Linked DNA regions of Sus scrofa: region 1 is linked to region 2. A link is a contact called in public Hi-C data. All regions are on one chromosome and are shown on one strand. Each heading gives the region's core, a stretch centred on a gene start, on an enhancer-like site or on the middle of the called end of the contact. The rest is flanking DNA. Distances are from core to core; before and after follow the strand shown. Region 1 holds the start of ZMYM3 (zinc finger MYM-type protein 3). Region 2 holds the start of GJB1 (gap junction beta-1 protein).

Region 1 (5,735 bases), core at 2,305-4,804, 37 kb after region 2:
CCCTCTCAGGCGGCTTCTCACTCGCCTTCCCAGTCAGGCCATCTCCTGCAAAGGAAGCAGAAAGCAGCCTAAATCTTGAGCCTGCCCTCACCACCCCCTCCCTGACCCAACTCCCCCCCCCCCCCCCCCGCCTCCATTCCTGGGGAAGAACTTACTCAAAACTGAAAGGGAAAACTCTGAGTGCCTGTGGCTTCTTGGGGGCCCTCTCAGGGTTACCTCGAGCTCTGCACTAAGTGGGGGGTGCAGCTATTTTTCATGAAAAAAAAAATCCTACCTTCCCACCAGCTTTCTGTCCCAATCACTGGGAGTTAAGGAAACACAGGTAACACATCTTTCATCCAGAATTTACAGTTTACCAACAAAAACAAATGCAACCACCCAAAGGTAGCAAGGGGAAAAGGCCACATTTATGTATGGGGAGATTCCCCTGGACTCAGGTGGTTATATAAGACCTAAGACCCCGATCTCTGCCTGGGAGAGGCACGATAGGCAGAATTGGGGAGAAATGAGAGCCTCTCAAGTCTAGGCTGGCCCTCCCCTATCAGGCACACAATCCTAGGCCCTGCATGTCTACCATTCCTCTGAAATCACTATGCACTTGGTGGCTCCAGAACCTAGTTATCATTCATCAGACCCAGAACAAAACAGCTGGAAAGATCTTAGAACCACAAAGCCTGGTGTCCTCCCCAAATCCTGAGGGAAGGACCCTAGTACCAAAAGCCTACTTGGGGAAAAAAAAGGGAACCTCTTCCACCAAATCCACTCTTCTCAACCCACTCCTTGAGACCTCATCCCTATTCCTCCTCCACAGTCACTGAGCTTCCCTCACTCCTACTCCCTTTAATCTCCTTCACTACACCCCACTCCTCCCTTCCAAACCCCCAACTCCTCCATTCCTTCCTAACCTTATCTCTCCACCCTCCCCCCACCCCACTTCCTCCCCAAACACACAGCCACCCTCCTTATCCCCCCGACCCTCTCTCTTCACCTTGATTTTCCAGCTGATCAGGCAACCTACCTGGCAAGGAAGGGTGTGCAGGGGGGCTAGGGCCCCCAGGTTTGGTCTGAGCACTGTTGATTCCATCCCCCAGAGTCTCTCCCACTGAAGGGCTGGGGGGGCCATTTGGGCTCTGTGGCTGCCCTTGAGGAAGCTCCTCCTCCTGCTCAGGGGAGCCCCTTCTCCCAGTAGCTATGGAGGTGGTCTCCTCCTCTTCAATATGTGGGGACTGCAGGGTTATTGGAGAATCTGGAGCCAAAGGTTCTAGTAGCCCCTCAGGTGAAGAGGGGTTTGCCCCAGCCCCTGGGTTAGGTGGCACCACCTCAGGGGTCTGGCCCCCTGGTCCAGGCTCTAGGGTCTGATCTCCTGCATCCCATGCAAGGGTCCCCTCCGGACCATGGTCCACCTCTGGGGGGGAGGGAGCTTTATAGAGCAGCCCCCCCAGCCCCAGCAGCTCAGTGGCTCCATCCAGGACTCCAGGGTCTTTTTCCAGGCCAGCAGGGGTATCAAGCAGGTCCAGGGCTCCTGAGGATGGAGAAGGGCCAGGGGGCGCCCATCCTCGAGTTGGGGCAGTCTGGGATTCCAGTAGATCCTCTCCAAATTCCATGTCTACTGGAAGGTCTCCAGCCAGGGGCTTCTCTGGCAGGGTCAACGGGTCAAACGGACTGGGGAAATCACTGGGGTCCATGAGGATGACTGGATATGGGCTGCAGATTAGGGGTAGAAGAGGGGGTAGGGGTAGAAGAGGGGGCAGAAGAGGTGGTCTTCGCCAGAATTCCTTCTAATACAGGCTCTGGGACACACCCCATTATCCACTTGGATTTCTCCTGAATCGCCCCCAACACAACCGACAAACCTTTCCAAAGGCTTTAGTCCAAATGACCACTCCCCCCCTCCCAAATACAGCGCCCCCTGTGGGGAGAGGCGTTCCCCGCCCTGGCCCAGTGCCCACACTCGCCGGGCAGGCTGTCGTTCCACTCGCCGCGTACCCCCGCCACCCCACTGCAACTCCCTGATCCCCTCCCCCTTCACCTTTCACTCCCCCCGCCCAACTCGGGCTGAACGCCCCCTTAGAGTCTCCTAGGGCCGTTGCCACCGGGAGCCTTTCCCGCCCCCGCGATTTCAGTTTCTATCCCCTCCCCTCTCTCCTAGAGCCCCCCAGCTCCCCAGTCTTTACCCACCCTGTCTGGCCCCACCCCCACCTCCCCGCGTTGCATGGTCCTCTCAGCCCTTCCCTCGCCCCCACAAACTGCCCTTCCTAACCCCTCCCCCCAGTTACCTTTCAGGGTCGCCCACTTTCTCAGCCCCGTCCCCTTTTCCTAGAGCTCTCCCAGTCCTCCTCCTGTTGCCCACCCCCCACCTCAGGCATTTACAGGAAGACATTTTGGAGCTACGATCTCTCCTTGGACCCCCCCCCCTCCCGGCTACTGCGAGTTCCCGCCTGCAGGTTCGGTTCGGCTTGATCAGGCCCGACCCCTACCTGCGGCAGGGTTAGTGTAACCGCTACAAGCCTAGAACTGCAGACAGCGACGGCCCCGCGCTCCTTCTCCACCTCCCTCCCTAGCAGCCGGGACAGGGGTCGCGGCCCCTTTAAATGGCAGCGCCGCTCACAGCGCCCAGCGCTCTGCACCAGGCGGGCGGGCGGCGCCAGCAACCAACCCCATTGGCTGGCTCGTGGAGGGGGCTCGCGAGACAGCGCCGGCCCCCGGCGCGAGACTCCCAGCCCAGTGGACGCCTGGAAATTGCGGAGTGGAACGTAGGCACTGGAGATGGAGCTTGAGCCCCCGCCCGGGGCCCCGTTAGTTGAGAAGGAAAAGCTAGCCTCTGGAGCTCAGAAGCCCGCCCCCCGGGAAAGGCGGCACCCCCTTTACACCAAAGGGCCGAGTACAATAACCCACAAAAAACAGATCTACGCACCTGCTTCCCTTACCTGGCTCAAGAGTCTGGCCCCCCGTCACACCCGTGCCCGCCCTATCTCCTGGAGCCCACTCTACCCGTGATCCCCTCCTCTCATTCAAATGGTTCCCGGTCCCCTCCCCCTACCCGTGTCTCTCTCCGCTTCCCACTCGTGTTCAACCCCCCGGCGTCCGCCCCCCTCAACAGTCCCTACCTACGCCATGCAGCAGGCGCCTGCCAAGATTACCCTCCCCCCAACCCCACCTCTCCGGGGCCCGCCCCCTGGGCGACTGCTGGGGTAATGAGTGACAGCGGAGGGTGGGGGGAGGCAAAGGACCCAGCCCTCACGTGCCCCTCCTCCCCTTGTCTGCAGCCTCGGGCCCCCCTAACCATTCTGAGACTCATAGTTGTGGGGTGTCTTAAGCCTGGTCTCCAGCTACCCAGGGCGGGTTAAATGGCTCTGGCTCAGTGACAACGCCTATGCAGTAACCGTTACTGCCTGATGACCCCAAAACCAGGTCCTGCAAAGACACTCCCCTACTCCTTCCACGGTCTTAGGGTAAGTTCTGGGATCTTCTCCCTGAGTCTTCCCGCAGGAGCCCCCTGCGTTATCTCTTCTGTAGTTTTCCTCACCAAGGCCGACAGTCCTCCTTCCTCCTTTCTATCTCTTGTCTGTCTGTCTCTCTCTGTCTCTCCTTCCCTCCCTCCCTCTTTTTCTGTCCTTGTCCCTCTCTCCCTCTCCCCGCCTCCTTCTCTGGCGCGCTCTCTCTCTCTCCCGGTCTCTTTTTGTCTCGTCTCTGTCTCTCTGGCTCTCTTATGCACGAGCACGCACGCGCGCGCGCACACACACACTCCCCCTCCTGGATGGTCCTTAGCGTGTGGGTGTGGCTGGGGTTGAGGCTGGAGAAGTGGGGTAGGGGGAGGGGGCATTAGTATTAGGCCTACTGGCTTTAAAAAATGTGTGCCAGGATCCTTTCTCAGTCCCCATCAGAGTTAGGGCACTTTCCAATCCCCCCTCTCCACTTTCCCCCTCTGACCCTTAAGGGCTGAAGAGTATTTGGTGTCTGAGATACTAGAAGAGGCTCAGGCTGGACAAGAGTCCCGCCACATTTTTAGAAATACACGTAGGTTTGTTGTCCAGTGCTTGCTCTGGCGTGCCTCTTGCTCTGGGCCTTTCTTCTTTCCCATACTAAGCCTTTCCTAGCCTTATAGTCCTTGGGAGTTTTATCCTCCCTTGTCTCATTCACTTTCCCAGAAACCTTATCCTTCCTGTTCCCCCCATGGCCTTGAGGTTATCTTTGCTCTCTCCCATATACAGAGATAAAAGCAAGAGTTTTCCCATTCAGGTTTTCCAAGCCCAGCCTTTTCTTTACCTTAACCAGTATTCTGTGTACCCATCTCCCACCTTCTGGTTATTTCTGTGTCCTTTTACCTCCTTTTGGATTTTCACTTTGTTGCATCACAGTTGGGCCGCCTCGTTCTTTTGTATTGCCTGCCCTTCTCAACACATGCTTGGATCTCTGGCTTCTCTGGTGGTGGAGAATGCCTGGTTTCAAGTTGAGGGGAGACAGTCTAAAGGGGGCATTGATGGTGTGTATTCAGAGGCAATGTGTGTGAGCTCTGGAGACCAGGATTCTAATCTCCACTCTGCCTGCTTTTTAGCCATTTGATTTTGGATACATCACTTGTCAAGTCACTAGGTCTTATTTTTCTCATCTTTAAAACAGAGATAAGAAAACAATCTAAATGTACGGTAGGAGGTTGGGCAAATCAATTTTGGTTATATTCATACAGTGGATGTAGTCATTAACAACAATATTTTTTAAAAAGCTAATGAGGCAGAGCAGAGGAATTTCTGGGCAGTGAAACTATTCTGTATGATACTATAGTAATGAACACATGTTATGATACATTTGTCAGAACTCATAGAATGTAGGATACCAAAAGTGAACTCTTCCCTAAACTATGAGCTTTGAATGATAATGATGTATCAATGTAGGTCCACCAATTGCAACAAATGTACCACACTGGTGGGGGATATTGATCCCTCAAGAGAGGCTGTAAAGGAGGGAGGAGGTGTGGGGCAGGGAGTATATGGGAACTTTCCGTACTTTCACCTCTATTTTGCTACAAACCTGAAACTGCTCTAAAAAATAAATCTATTAAAATGATACAGGAAAATGCCCTTGATATAATGTTACACTTTTTTAAAAAAATATGTTTTTTTTCTTTTTGGGGCAGCACCTGCGGCATATGGAAGTTCCCAGGCTAGGGGTTGAATCTGAGCTGCAGCTGCCAGCCTATACCGCAGCCACGTCTATTCATGATCCAAGCCACATCTTCGGCCTATGCTGCAGCTTGTGGCAACATATGATCCTAAACTTGCTGAGCAAGGCCAGGGATCTAACCCGTATCCTCATGGATACTACTTGAGTTCTTAACCCACTGAGCTACAACGGGAACTCCCAATGTTACATTTTTTAAAGGAGTTAAAATACAATACTTTGTAGAGAAATTCTATATATGTAGAAAAAGTCTGGAAAGAAATACCGGAAATAATACCTCATAGCTATTAAGATTGAGATGTAGAGTTCCTGCTATGGCACAGTGGGTTAAGGATCTGGCCTTGCTGTAGCTGTGGCATAGGTTGCAGCTCTGGCTTGGACTCGATCTCTGGCCAGGGAACTTCCATATGCCTTGGGTGGCCAGAAGAAAAAAAAAAAAAAAAAAGATTAAGTGAGACGTACACTTGCCTGATATATAGCAGGTGTTTAATGGGTACTTATTAATATTACCATTATAATAGATGTATATGAATAGTTTGGGACTTTATACCCTGGAG
Region 2 (5,935 bases), core at 1,034-3,533:
ACTCCTACCTCTGAACGCCTTCTGGCCTCTCATATCTACGTATATCATTTAGGACATACTCCCTTGTTGGAGGTTCTCGGGTACATGTTTCACCTCTTCTGATAGCTGAGAACCGTCTAGACCAGTTCTCACTTAGATTCTCAGTGGCACCAGTATAGAGCTCATCGGCTGTGATGTCACAGTTAAATAAGCTCTGGAGCCAGACGGCCTGGGTTCAAATCTTGCTTTGTCACTTGCTAGCTGGGTGACCTCAGTTATGTCACTTAACCTCTGTGTGCCTTAATTCCCCTGGGACATGGGAATATTAATAACACATACTGCAGGGAGTTCCCATCGTGGTGCAGCGGAAACGAATCCGACTAGGAACCATGGGGTTGCGGGTTCGATCCCTGGCCTTGCTCAGTGGGTTAAGGATCCGATGTTGCCGTGAGCTGTCATATAGGTCAAAGACGCAGTTTGGATCCGGCATTGCTGTAGCTGTGGTATAGGCCAGCAGCAGCTCCAATTCAACCCCTAGCCTAGGAACCTCCATATGCCGTGGGTTCGGCCCTTAAAAAAAAAAAAAAAAACACATACTGCCAAGGGCTATCTTTTTTCTTTTTTTTTTTTTGGCTGCCCCCACAGCATGTGGGAGTTTCCGGGCCAGGGATTGAACCCATAACACAGCAGTGAGCTGAGCCACAGTAGTGACAATGCTAGGTCCTTAACCTGCTGCACCACCAGGGAACTCCTGCAGAGGACTATTTTGAGGATCAAAGAAATAGTTGCAAAGCACTTTGAACATTGCCTGTCACCCATTAAGTACTCAAGAAATTCTACTCCTCTTTATCCACTCCAACCTGTGCTCTCAGCAGGAATTGCAAAATGCCAAAGAACAGCGTTCAGCCTGTCCCCCAAGGTGTCTAGCTCAATTTTGCCTTGTACCAAGTTTACCATACACTCACAAAAGGAATTCCCTACCTGACTTTATTTTTTTTTTCCCTGCCTGACTTTAAATGTCCTCCCTGCTCTGAGCCCCTTGGCTGGCTGAAGGTTTCTTCCACAGTCACCCAACACAGTTCCTCCTTTCTGTCTCCCAGACATGCCCTGCTCAGTCCTATCTCTGTGCCTTTACTCACACTATTTCTCCTCCCTGGAATGCTAGCCCTAACCTTCCCCTTTCCAACTCCCCGCCCACCATCCTTTACTTCTCCCCTTTAGCCTCACCTCCTCTGGGAAGCCTTCCCTGATTACCTCAAATTTACTCTCCTCTTCCCCTTCTTCAAACCCCCTCAGCAGTCCAAGTCAGAACCATGTAACTGAAGATACACTGATATTTTTCATGGTAACTTCTTGAGTCTCGGTCTCGTCTCCTCAGGAAGTTGATACATTCCTTAAGAAGAGTTGGGATGTTGTCCCTGCTTCTGCCACCTGCCCCTGGCATGTTACCAGTACTGGGAACCCAACAGGTGTCGAGGAAAGACTTATTAATGTACTCAGGGTATGGCCAAGGGAAACCGAGGCTCTGGCTCTTTCTCTCTCTCTGGCAGTGAGCTCTGGCTGGGGTGAAGAGCAGCAGGCAGGGGAACCAGTTTCCAGTGACTTTGCTTATTTTTTCACCGCCACCCAGGCCACAGAATTAGCAGGGTCTTCAGGTAAACCCTCTTTCAAAACTGGGCTGATTCCTCAGTTAATGGTTGACATTCTCTGTTTACCTTAATGATTGCCAAGATCTGTTGCTGCACACGATACACTTTGTGGCTCAACTGCCTTGGCCCTGAGGGTAGAAGGCAATTTTGAAGAGGTTTTAGGGTTCTGGGATGGGATTGGATATATTTTGGTTCACCCCCAGCCACTCAGGACGTGGACGATACCAGAGGGCCAAAGACACCCCAGTACTGCCACATGGGGGAAGAACTGCCATCCCTCACCTTGACCTCAAGGCGTCATTAAGCATTGCCCAGGGCCTCCCTCCCCACCCCCCAGAGTCACGTCAGTTTAGAGGCTGGGAGCTGGAAGGGATGGAAGGGATGGAACTCCGCACAGGAGCCCTCTCTGCAGCTTGCCCACACATTTGCTCTACCTATGGCCAAGGGGTGGGGTAAGGCTGAGGGCTGTTGATGAGCCCAGGTCCAGTTCAGTCTTCCAGATGGGTCAAATATGGGTACATGGCTGACAATGATGCCTCTCTTCCTCTAGGATGGGCCAGTCACTCCAGGCTATGTGATCGGTCTCTCCAAAGCCATTGGGAGCTCAGGGGATCAATCTTATTTAATGATTGTGTGTGGGAGGAGGTAGAGCTGGTTAATGTTTGTCTGGTTCCTCTTGGGCTATGGGCCATATCTGGCTCCAGCCCTGGGCTCTTTGTCCCTCCCCTGGACTGGGCTGACAGTACCTAGTGACATAGTGCAGACACGCCTGCAGACATTCCCTGGGAAAGGGCAAGCAGCAGCCAGGTGAGGAAGCTGGGGGCTGAGGGAAGTGGGCCCCGGGGGGCTGGTGTGGCCCAGGGGGATAGAAGTGGGGGCTGGGGAGAGGCCCGGGTCTTGCCTTCTCTTGGGCTCAGCCTTCAGCCACTTAGATCCCTTCTGTGATTCCCTCTGAGCTCGGCTGAGGCCCCTCCTGCCAGGGGCCAGGCTTGCTTGGTCTCTCTCTATAGCCCCCAACTCTTAGCCTCTTCCCAGTTTGAGTGTTGCTTCTGCTCTCCCTTTTTTTCCCCCAGACAAGAATTCCCCCCATCCGCTTGGGGCCAAATCCCCAGAAAGACTGGAGGGGCCCCCGAGGTGCAGGGTGGCCAAGTTTGCCTCTTTTAAGACGCTTCCTGCCACACAGGCTTAGGGTTTGGTGGGGGCCGCTGGGGCACTGCCAGGTGCTGCTTTCCTTCCCTGATTAGAAGGTAAACCAGGCATGTAACCAACATGGGGGCTGCGGGTCGATGAATACAGTGCACTCAGCAGGCTTAGCGAACCAGCCAGTGCGGCCAAGATTTGGGAGCCTGCGTTTCCATTTTCTTGAAGGAGGCCGGGTGACTCAAGCTGAGCTTGGAGTAACTGACAATTTGGAGATCTAAAGGAAGGGTGGCCCCCCAGCTGTTTGAAAGTTGTTCCAGCTGTTGGGAATGGCACGGCAGAATGCATGGACTTAGAAAATGAGATGAGGAGAGGAGAATAGAGACAAGAGGGAGTTGAATGGAGAGGAGTATAAATGAGGATGCAGCAGAACAATGAAGAAGGGACCCAGGCTTTGGTGAGGGGCCAACATGAGTCCTAATCTGAGCTCCAGCCCTGCCTTACCAGCTGTATACTACGTTACTCAGCTTCTTTGAGCCTCCACTGCCTCCTCTGTGTATTGAAGACAATAACCCACAGCTCGCAGGATTGTTGTGAGGATAAGAGCTGATGAACACACTGCTCCTGGCATAAATGGTGGCTGCTATAAGAAGCCCAAGTAGAGAGCAAGAGGAAGTCAGATAGCTGATGAAGGAGTATGAGGGTATCGTCCAAACAGTGAGTACGGGAGCTAATATTAGCAGGAGTTCTATGGAAAGACCACCGCGGAGCGAGAAAGGAGAAAATTGGAAAGAGCTAGTCTGGCCCTGATGCAAGCCCGGCCACAGAATACATATGGCAGGGCAGAGGGGACAGGGCGGTTGGTCAGTGACTGAGGTGCTGGGGAACCACAGGGTGGAGGCAATGAAGGAAAGCAGAAGAGGAGGTGGGCTGGAGGGGTTTGGTCTTAGCAGCGCCAAACTGACAAAGCCAGGTGGAAATTCAGAAGAAAATCTCAGAGAAAGCCCCCTGTCCTTTCCTGGCCAGAGGCTGCCTGTGCAACAGGGGATGGAGTGTGGGGTCTGAGGCTGAATGTGACCTCATCCAGCTGAGGCAGACCCCTCTTCCCTAAACCCTCCAAAACACAAGAATTTACCATAATTGGAAGGAGGGACCAGGGAAGAGGTGGGGGCGGAATGAGAGAGACAGACTTGATCAATGTTTGAGCAGGTGAGCGTGTACACACTCGCATGTGCAGACACATGTGGGAAGGAGTGTAGATTCTTGAGTTATGGGCCTGGTCTTTGTTAGAACACGATGTCCTTAAAGGAAGGGAGGCTGCCAATGGCAGTGCAATATACAAAGGCTTTGGGGTCAGAGGCAAACAAATTTGAAATTTGCTCTACCATTTAGCAGCAGTGCAGCTGCCACTGAGGCAAGTTATTTCACCTCTCTGAGCCTCAACTTCCTCGTCTGAGAAGTGGGTATAATATTAGTTGAAGGGACAAAGGACAATTGCCTGATTTTGAATGGGGGCTTGGGCAGGTGGGCAAATCTTAATCCGCGGACAAGGCCAGAGTCGTATCTAGTTAAACCCAAGAGCAAAACACGCCTAGAGCAACACAGAGCATATCAATACCTGGACTTTAACCCAAAGTCACAAAAACAGTTTGGATTTCAAAATCAGTTAACTCTCCTGGATGTTTATGAAATAAAACCCTTGAGGTATTGATGTTGACATAGGGATCAGCTCTTCTTCCAAAAGGAGAGGAAAAATTGAGATCCCAGTGCCCACACAAGGGTCCTCAGGGCCTCAAAGTGAGTGCGTGGCTATGTCCCAGAGGCTCGAGAGGATGAGGGGCGGAGAGCTACAAGTACCTAGAAACTCAGAGGTGGCCAGGCTGTCTGTGGGGCACCCTGAGGGGCAGAGAGAGGAGAACAGCTGAATTTGCTTGGGCGTTTGAGGAAGCAGCCGGAGAAAGGTAAGGAAGCTTACCTTAAAAACAGAACAAATCCGGAGGCAGCTGAAAGTCCTGGGAAGGGGGGAAAGGAAAAGAGGTGTCAGTTATAGGAAAGGGGAGAAGGGCAAGAGGAGAATAAAAGTCCAACCAGTCTTGAATCTCTCTGGTCCTAAAAACACTCATAGAGGGGTTCCCGTCGTGGCTCAGTGGTTAACGAACCTGACTAGTGTCCGTGAGGACATGGGTTCAATCCCTGGCCACGCACAGTGGGTCAAGGATCCGGCGTTGCCGTGAGCTGTGGTGTAGGTCACAGACATGGCTCGGATCCCGCGTTGCTGTGGCTCTGGCAAAGGCCGGCAGCTACAGCTCCGATTAGACCCCTAGCCTGGGAACCTCCATATGCCACTAAAAAGACACACACACACATACACACACACACACACACACAACACACACACACACACACACACACACACATCACACTCATAGAAAGAAAAAACGATCATCGTAGCCGAGGGGGCAAAGCTTACTGGAAAGAGTATGGACTACGGAGTCAGCGTGACCTGGCTCAAATCCCAGCTCTGTCACGTACTCACTGCATGACCCTTGTGACCCTAGGATAAGCCCCTTCAGCTTGCTTTACCTCAGTTTCCTCATCTGGGACATGAAGATCACAGATAACACCTACCTCTCGGAGTGGTTCTGAGATTTACATGAGATCATGTGCGTGCGAGGGGCTGGCATAAAACAGGTGCTCAGGAAATGATTCTTCTTAATCAGGGTCTTAGACCTCCTAGTTTTTTGTTTGTTTGTTTTGTTTTGTCTTTTTTTAGATCTGCGTTTGAGGCATATGGAAGTCCCCAGGCTAGGGGTCAAATAGGAGCTGCAGCTGCCAGCCACAGCCACAGCCACAGCAATGCCAGGTCCTTAACCCACTGAGCAAGGCCCAGGATGGCACTCTCATCCTCACCGATACTAGTGGAGTTCGTTGTTACCACTGTGCTGCCATAGGAACTCCCTCGATCATCTGTTTTTGAACCTAACACATCTCATTGGATGAAGCATTTCTTTCCATGCTCTCCTCTATCAGCTCTGCCTTCAGAATCCCAGGCTTGGGAGGAAGGGCACCTGTGTCCCTGTTTTTCCCACACTGGTTTAGGCCCACAGCATGGATGGACTGACACTTTTTTTTTTTTTTTTTTGGCCAAATGAAGAAATCTTGCTCAA

The links. Hi-C and Micro-C count contacts between places; a contact is called where the count stands out from the background.
Region 1: a contact with region 2 is called in a Hi-C map of liver, with 2.2 times the contacts expected there. The contact joins the promoter of ZMYM3 here to the promoter of GJB1 in region 2. A contact is called at or near these places in 4 of 47 Hi-C or Micro-C datasets (liver and skeletal muscle).

What each region holds. Positions count from the first base shown.
Region 1 is chrX:57,275,873-57,281,607 of Sscrofa11.1, forward strand. ZMYM3 (zinc finger MYM-type protein 3) reads right to left here and starts at 3,555. Exons shown (of 25, transcript XM_021080504.1): 1 at 3,527-3,555; 2 at 1,019-1,704; 3 at 2-45. The coding sequence starts at 1,685.
Region 2 is chrX:57,239,707-57,245,641 of Sscrofa11.1, forward strand. It overlaps GJB1 (gap junction beta-1 protein), which reads left to right and starts at 2,284. Exons shown (of 2, transcript XM_003135162.4): 1 at 2,284-2,435.